Regions from separate parts of the Rattus norvegicus genome. Here region 2 is linked to region 1. Evidence: chromatin contacts called from public Hi-C data. All regions are on one chromosome and are shown on one strand. Each heading gives the region's core, a stretch centred on a gene start, on an enhancer-like site or on the middle of the called end of the contact. The rest is flanking DNA. Distances are from core to core; before and after follow the strand shown.

Region 1 (4,337 bases), core at 957-3,456:
AGGGCCTGACGACCCTTTCCACAGGCTGTGCATTGTGACGCCATCTTATATGAAGCTTCCTTTGTCATTAATCACTAGTGGGGTCATATCAAGCACCTTCCTCATTCCTACCTACCTGTTCCCTTGGAAGTAGCCAGCTTCTGGAGAAGCTAAGTTTTCTAGTAGCTAGAAGGATGGATTCTCTGGAGCGGGTGAGCCACTGCAGGCAAGTTTTTGGCTCCCTTTCCTTTCTGAGAGATGAATGGATATGAGTCTCATTCTTCAAGTCTCCTAAAGAGACAGGCAGACACACATTGTCAAGGAAGCAGCTTGTGGAGAATGAAGCAAGCTGAAGAGCCTGCACCAAGCATATGGTGCCTCCTCCATTCCTTCTGGCATCAGGCTCTTTGGGTGGCTGGAAGGAGATTGGCACTCAGTTTTGTCGTCTGCAGCTCACCCACCTCTGTCTTAAAATGATCACAGTGCCCACAGGTTGAGAAATAAGCCCAGAGTCTCAAGGGCATCCCTAAGGATGATGGACAGCTCTTCCCTGCCCCTCTCTTTCCATCCTGCCTCTCCTCACTTGAGCACCTGAAAGTAGTAAAGAAGCATGTTGGTTGTCAGGGAGCTCCAAGATGGCACCCTTCAGCCAGGATTTGTTATCTTTTTCCCACATACCCTAACTGTTCCTCTGAGTTGCCAGTCAATACTCTTCCTGAATTCCCTTTCACCATCACTCCCTGCTCTCCAGAAAGGACATGGTGGCCCAGGGCTGTCTGGGTGTATATTCCTTTTGCAGAAAACAATCCAAAGGCAAAAAGAAGAGGTCTGTGACAGTGCTCTGAGAAGCACCCTTCCCTCTGGGAATGTTCAAAGGGCTTAGGAGGCAGACCCACAGAGACCTGGAAGGCTCCCTGAGATCTGTTCTATGGTCATCCTACTTTGGCCCATTTGAAAGCAATGACCAACAGGGAACCACAACTTATAGTTTTGGATTCTCCTCAAATGCAACTTAGATTGTGAATCCTTTCAAAATGTCATCAGTCCCCAGAATTCATGGGAAAGCAGGAGATTACCTAGTTTAGTTTTTAGTGACTAACGGAATACTCTAGGCAGTGTGAATTACAAAGGAGTTTATATCTCACCATACTGGGTGCTCAAAGTCTAAGATGAAGGTGTCAACATCTGTTAAGGGCTTCTTTTGCTGCTTTATAATGTGGCATGGTGAGACCAAGAAAGTATTGCAGCACAAGTCAACCTCCCTTTTCAGATAAACCCATTAATATAATGATTAATACGAAGACAAGTCCATCCTGAGAGTCTTATCATAACATGGTGGAAGGCATCACATGGTGAAGCAGGGAAAGCATGATAGCACAAATCACCCTTCCTTTTCTGATTAACCCATTAAACTTTCATGGCCGTGCTATTCTCATATCCCCATCTAGCTCTAATTGCACCCAAAAGGCCACAGCTCCAACTTCCATTAAGAAATTAATTTGGAGACTATGTTTTCATCACATTGACCTGGGGAATGGGAACACCCAAGCCCCAAAGGTTGTAGTATTTAACGGCAGAACCAACAATATGCTTTGTGTGTCTTACAGCATGCTGGGACCACTAGGTTGTCAGAGGTTGGAGTGGGTGAAACCATCATCCTAGAAACCTAGAAGTCTGAGGTTACAATGTCAATACTCACAGGGAGTGCAGTAATTAAATCATGGATTTGAGTTTACACCTGATATTGTGACTTCCTATGTGATACCCATGGGGAATTTGGGAGGATTAAATGAGATAAGGCAGTGACAGGGCTCAGAAAGTATGAGGCTATGATGTATTTGTGATAACTTAATAATGACTAATACCTCAAAGGGTTGTGTGAGCATCAGATGAAACATACCTGTGCTTATATGATAGCACAGTAAGCATTCATTTGTAGAAATGTTGTCAATAGTAGTATTACTATAGGTGTTAAACCTGGGTTTAATTGATTTCAAATCCCCATCTGTAAAGTGGGAATAGCGCCTTCCATTCCTTTCTTGTACATCTATTTAATATACATGAATACTTTTGGGGAATGTGATCTCAGCAACAAGATATTCCCACAGATATACACCCTGCCCTCCTACACCTTTTAAAATAAGACAGAATCATCACTCTGCCTCCATCAGAGAAGCAAGGAAGACAGAAGAGTAAGGCACATTGCCATCTGGAAGGAAGGAATCTTAATTAAGAACAAGAAAGGGAGGGCAGCAGAGAGAACCCAGCTAGGTTCACATGGAGGGAGCCTATGGGGCTCATGAATTTTGAGAGCACCGAGGCGCAGAGCCCATTTTCCTACCAGATGGCAGTGGGGGCTCCAGGGAGATGGGACAAACCCTCCGGTGATGCCCTGAAACTTTCTGTGGCAACTTCACTGAACTGCTGTGGGGTGTCTTGAGTTCTTAAGCACAAGGATGTGGCATTTGCAGCGATGACTTTCAGAACAGGGTTCCTGGCCAAAGAACATCAGCACCACCTGTGTACTTATTAAAAATCTATGTCTTTGAGACCTATTCCAGAGGTCCTGGAGAAGACACACATTAGGTGGGGCTAGCATTCTGTGACTGATAGCCTCCAGGAGGTCATCCAGCATGCCAGTGTTTGAGAACCTTTTGATCATAGCAAGAAATGGCTGTGGACATCTTCCAAGTTGTCAGGTGGAGCAGTACTAACATCTGCCTTGCTGCGTCTCAGCGTGCAAAGAGCTTGAGCGTGGGTGCTAGACAAGCCTAAATTTAAATTCCAACTTAGCTCTTTGCTGCTTGCAGAGTTTAGGGAGTCTTGCTCCTGTTTTCTCATTTCAACCCTGGGGGTCATTGTTAGAGTTGGAAGTAACATCGATGATGAAGGTACCTATTACAAAACAAGAAGAAATGAGGAAGCCCTCTGTCATCCCTACCTCCTTTCCCCCCAGATATTCTCATAATACCTTGCCTATAATAGATGATTTTTCATAAATAAAATTAATCTGAAGCATCCTCAGTGCTTGCCATCTGCAGCGGATTCCAAAGGGATCATTATTGTCTTTCTTATGTTTCCCAACAGACACTGAGCACATTGAAGAGCTGCAGTGGGTGTGGAGAACATACTTGAACAAGCAGAAATGAATAACTTGTAAGGCTTCACAGCTTTTCTTTCCCCCTTTGCCTTTCTATGTACTAATGCAGGTTTTCAAAGCAACATCCAACCTAGGGTGGTGAGATGGTTTAGTAAGTAAAAAAGGGCACTTCACTGGAAATCACATAGAAGGAAATGACTCACTCCTGAAAGTTATCTGGCCATGCCATGGCATGAGTGCCTACACACACACACACACACACACACACACACACACACACACACACACACACACACACACACAGGAACGCATGCACATGCATGCTCAGTACACAAAGGCAGACAGACAGACATGCACAGACAGACACACAAACATGCAGACAAACAGAGACGAAGATAGACAGACACAAACACAGACAGACAGACATATACACACAGAGACAGACTCTCTCTCCTTCACACACACACACACACCACACACACACACACACACACACACACACATACATACACACGATAAATAACAGTTTCTCCTTCCAAGCAAAATGTAAATGATGTGTACTGTCTAAAGTTTTTCTCACTGTAAAGAGTTCCCCAAATGTCTACTCCTGGATGGTATCTGCATAGTGTGCAGAATTATTGACAAACCAAGCCCCTGTCTTCTCTTCCCCAGATCATATTTCATAGTCTATGAGGCCATAGATAAATGCTTAGGAAAAGAGAGCATTGTAACAGGAGTAGAAACTGTAGGAAGCACATGGGAAACTTCTTCATGAAACTTGCTTGTGTCCTCAGGACCTGCTTGGACACAATTATGTATATACTACTTTTGTTTACTTGATTGCATCTGTGCACATCATATTCATGGCTTGGTGTTTTAGATAGCATGCAGATGATGACGGGAAGCAGGAAGGAGAGAGCCAACTCCTAAATGTTATCCTTTGACATTCATAGGTTTACACACACACACACACACACACACACACACACACACACACACACACACACACACGGAAAGAGTGAGAAATAACATGGCTTCCGGAGAAAAGAAAATCAAGTTTTCTTAAAGTTGTAATCCTTGATAATGTCAAAATGCTCCAGCAAATATACTCACCTCCACAAATATATGGTTTAAAAATGTGGACTTGTGGGTAAGTCTTAAAAAAAACAATAGTCAAAAAATAGAGAGTATATAAAGTAGGGAAGAGATTGTGGGTAATCTCTGTAGGAGTTAGGGAGAACAGTGGGGGTAAATATGG
Region 2 (4,337 bases), core at 1,163-3,662, 92 kb before region 1:
GGTGTCAGGCTTGCCCATACTCTGCCTCCTTCCCCACCACACTACATGCCAGATACCAGGTAAGAATGGCAAAGGCGAGAAGGCGACCGATCCTGAACACTGGGTGATGCCACAGCAGGCAGCTCTCCTTAAGAGTCAAAAGCAGTTTGCTTCTGATTTCATGACCTGTCCGTTGTGAGCCACCCTGACTCCATCAGAATCTTTCTCAGTAGACAGTCTTTCTCAGCTCCAGTGGGGAGACTCCCTAGGAAAGGATGATTGATAATGTTGTGGTGCGCAGACTTGCAGAAGAAGGCTTGCACCTTTTCTTTTATTTTTTTCTTTCTTTTTTTTTTTTTTTTCGGAGCTGGGGACCGAACCCAGGGCCTTGGGCTTGCTAGGCAAGCGCTCTACCACTGAGCTAAATCCCCAACATGGCTTGCACCTTTTCTAAGGCCCCACTCTGCCTCCTTTTGCTCAAGCCTGGCCTCTCCAACAAGCAGAAGAGCATCCAGGAATTCTTTCTTTTAGCCACATGCGCCCATTGGACTCCCTGACCCAGAGCCTGACTCCTTGGTCAGCTCACCCCTTCCATATCTTATCCTCACAAAACCTCCTTACTGTGGGCTCCATATCGTGAAGGCACAATAGACTTGGCCCTCCCTAAAAACTCTGGGAAGAATCCAAGTCTAATAAAAAGCTTGAGCCGAAGACATGGGCTTCTTCCTTTGGGCAGCTTGTTCTCTGCTGCAGGCTCCCATTCTATTTCTGGGTCCCCTCTAGTGATTTACCTGCTCAGGGCTTCAGGTGGGACACTCAGTAGCATCTCACTCCGAAACATGCACAGATCCTACCCCGTCCACAGGCACAGGGTGATCCTAAGTCCTGGGGGAGCAGCTGTACAAAGGGAGCAGCAGGACAATGGCCTCACTACCAAGTGCGGACATGCATGTATTCATCTCCCCGGCCCATCACCCTAGGTAGCATTTTTCTCTTGTTGAAAGGGGCAGAGAGGAGGTAGGATGCAAACCCAGGACCTTTTCAGATCCTGGATGTGAACTGAGCGGAGTGGGTGGTTGTGTGAGGGTTTTGTGGGGAGGATCTTTGTCTTGCATGAACACCGAAAGGACTTGATGTTTGGTTCAATAGTGGTCACCAATGAGCAGCTTCTAAAAGGAAATGCCTCCTCTCTGTAGTGACTCTCGACTGAAAAGGGAGATGTTCAGGACAGAAGACTAGAGCAACAGCATCCCTACCCAGCTCAACACCAGTCGCTCCTGAAGCCGTGTGCCTGCCATTTACACACATGCACACGCCGGTGCACACGTTATTTCTGTGCCAGGCACATGGATGTCCGTCTCATTCGCTTGAAAATGTATGCCAGATAGTCCAAGATCAGGATCCTGCTGGGCACTTCAGCTAAACCGGTCTCCGTAGGGAAGTATCCCGCAAGCATGGGGGAATCCACTGTCAACAAAAGGCCCTGCTCAGGGTCCTGTGCCTTAGAAATCTGGGGGTCATTTCGGCTCCAAAAGCTGTCCAGCAAGTGCACTAGGACTGGATCTGGCTAAGAAAGTAGTAGCTCATGAAAACCAAGTTCCTATAGGTGGGTGGGGTGAGGTGGGGGGGTGGGTGGGCTCTTGACCTGAGCTTCTCAGTAGGAGGCTGATACCGGGTTCCCTGAGGTGCTGGATCTGATACTTTTTCTCTTGCCTCACGTCTCAGTTTCCTTCTCTGAACTTGTATGATCAAGTGCACAGAGGAAGGTAATGACCTGGTCCTGCCTCCTTCTGCTTTCCTGCACTGAAGGTCTCAAAGATTGACTGCCACTCTCCAGCTCCCAGCACCCACAGGAAAGATGCGCGGCGCTTGGTTACCCTGAAAAGAATTTAATTGTAAATGTCCAGGACAGGCAGAGCGATAGGGTCCCTGCCAGTGAGCAGGGGCGCAGCTAGAGCTGACCCTTTATCCTGTGATCTCCTGGGCCACCAAGAACCACCTGCTGAGGTGGCAAGGGATAGAATAGCTAAAGAAAGACCAGTTGTTAGAAGACTCAGGCAACCAGTTCTTCCTTCCTCCTAATGGAGCGGGGCAGGAAGCATCCTAGCTTTATTTCCTAGCCCCTCAGGTGCAGGCCCTGCCAGCCGGCCCTATTTCCTGATGTCCCTATTTTGTGCAACACACACACACACACACACACACACACACACACACACACACACACACACACACCGCGCGCACGCGAGCGGACATGGCGTGGGTACTGATGGAGACGCATAAAGGGGCTCTGTGCACTGCGGAGGTGGGGGCTCAGGGCGCCGGACACTGACCTGCGGCAGCGAGTCCATATCGTCCCTGGCGCGGTCCATAGCGGGTGGCAGTCCTATGCCCTGGCCCCAGAGACCCAGGGCTGCTGCCCTGCGATGCGCGCGCTTCTCTCTCCGGGTGTTCTCCGATTCCGTACCCTCGGGGGCCACTTCATAGCCGCGGGCCCACTCGTCCGCACCCCCGGGCGGCCCGCTGCCTCGGCCCGGCTGCTTCTGGGCTCAGCCAGGCGGCGGCCGGAGCCCCGGAGTGCGCGGGAGGGCGCGGGCGACGAGGCGCGGGGCGGCGATAAGAGCCCCAGGAGGCGACGCGCGGGCTGGCCGGGCCGGGATGGCTGGGCGCGCGGCCGGAGCCCAGCCGAGCGGGCCAGCGCGTGGTGCCCTCGGCGCTGGCAGCGGCGGATGCGCGGCGCGGCCGCGGCTGTGACAGCGCCTCCCGCCCCGCCCCCACACACCCCGCCCCCGCGAGCGCGAGCTGCCGGCGGGACCCGAGCCACTCGCGGTCCGTACCAACCTCGCGGGCTGAGGCGGGGGCCAACGCGGGACCCCCTCCCCGAGCTTGGTATCACCTCCCCGCGCTCTCCGCTGTGGCCCTCCCTCTGGGGCGTCTGGGGCTTCGTTCGGATGCTGGAGTGGCCTCGGGCGGAGCCCAGAGCACCCCAGCTTTGGCTCGAGGAGTGAGAGCTCGCCCGCCCTGCCCGCACCCCCAGCTCACCCGCCTCCATCCCTCAATCCTGGCTGCTCAGGCCCCTTGGCTTGGCAGCCTCTCTCAAAGGGCGATTGTTTCCGGGCTGGGATGCTGGGGGTTGGGGGGTTGGCCGCATGGGGGACGGTTCTGCGGGACTAAGACACTGAGCTGGAATGAGTGCGGCAGTGAAAGAGGGTGCGGCCCCCAGCTTGGCTTCGGACAAACCGAAGTGGATACGGGGTTGTTTGTATGGGTTAGATGTGGGAGTCCCCAGGAGCCTGCCAGTGGAGCGGCCCCACCTGTGGGCACTGCTTCTTTCTTTAAGGACAAGATATTTGAGTGTCACTCTCTCCTTTCTTCCCCCCACGCCCCTGCACTGGGCATTCTAACAAGGAGGCAGGAAGAACTGCTTGGTGCAGAGGAGTGGAGAGATGGCCAAGGTGGGTGGGCAGGCAATCCAGGAATTTCTCTGTACTGGGGAACTTGGATACAGGGAGCACAACCGTCCGCCCGTCCGTCTGTCTGTATCTCTCTGTATCTGTCTGTCTCTGTCTCTGTCTCTGTCTCTGCCTCTGTCTCTTTCTGTCTCTCTGTGTCTTCTCTCTCTCTCTCTCTCTCTCTCTCTCTCTCTCTCTCTCTCTGTGTGTGTGTGTGTGTGTGTGTGTGTGTGTGTGTGTGTTTGTGTACAGGCCATTCAGTCCTCCAGTGGGAGATTTCCAAATGATTTTGTCCGCTTCCCAGAGCCTAAGACACATCCACACACCTTCAGGTTTACAATCCTGATGGTCCTCACTGACACCTGTGGTCAGGGCCTCCAGCTGTGTCCTCTTCAAAACTCCAACAGGCCAGCTCCTGTAAATGCCAGTGCTTTCTTTCTCCAGGGTCTGTCACCTCCTTTCTCAATGCAAAGGTCCACAGCTAGGCATTGCTGGATCAGAGTGAACTTTATACTGTGGTCTGAGGCCGAGCTCATAGGTCTTCACCATCACCTCTGCCTGTCAGGATGAAGCCTGGTTCTCCTCTTGTGTGAAGGTGGGTGGTGCAGGGACTCCAGAATCAAGACTTTGAGGTTTGGTAGAAGCCACAGTTTACAACATCCCATGGAACATATATAATTACTGTCTTTAGAAAGAGATTTCCTCCAGACTCTTCTCCCCTTACTTCACCCCAGGAAGCTCAGGGCATGCTGCCCTGATGCATCTCCGTGAGTAAACCGTATCACTCACAATTACCAAGTGACAGAGCAGAGATAATCTTGGAGGTTGATTCTTGCCAACAGGGAATCTGATGCCCACAGACAGGAGCATCCATGTGTGGGGTCACACCCACTCCTTATCTCTGCCCGG

The links. Hi-C and Micro-C count contacts between places; a contact is called where the count stands out from the background.
Region 2: a Hi-C map of frontal cortex shows a contact between it and region 1, with 2.3 times the contacts expected there. The contact joins the promoter of B3gat1 here to the enhancer-like site in region 1. A contact is called at or near these places in 2 of 12 Hi-C or Micro-C datasets (the A7r5 cell line and frontal cortex).

The regions. Positions count from the first base shown.
Region 1 is chr8:33,269,315-33,273,651 of GRCr8, reverse strand. No RefSeq gene overlaps it. Among named protein-coding and RNA genes, the nearest start is that of B3gat1, 92 kb to the left of the region's middle. Within about 2 kb of position 2,206, at least 9 of the 93 cell types and tissues checked have an H3K27ac peak or open chromatin away from gene starts, as enhancers often do.
Region 2 is chr8:33,361,380-33,365,716 of GRCr8, reverse strand. B3gat1 (beta-1,3-glucuronyltransferase 1) reads right to left here and starts at 2,412. Exons shown (of 7, transcript NM_054003.1): 1 at 2,310-2,412.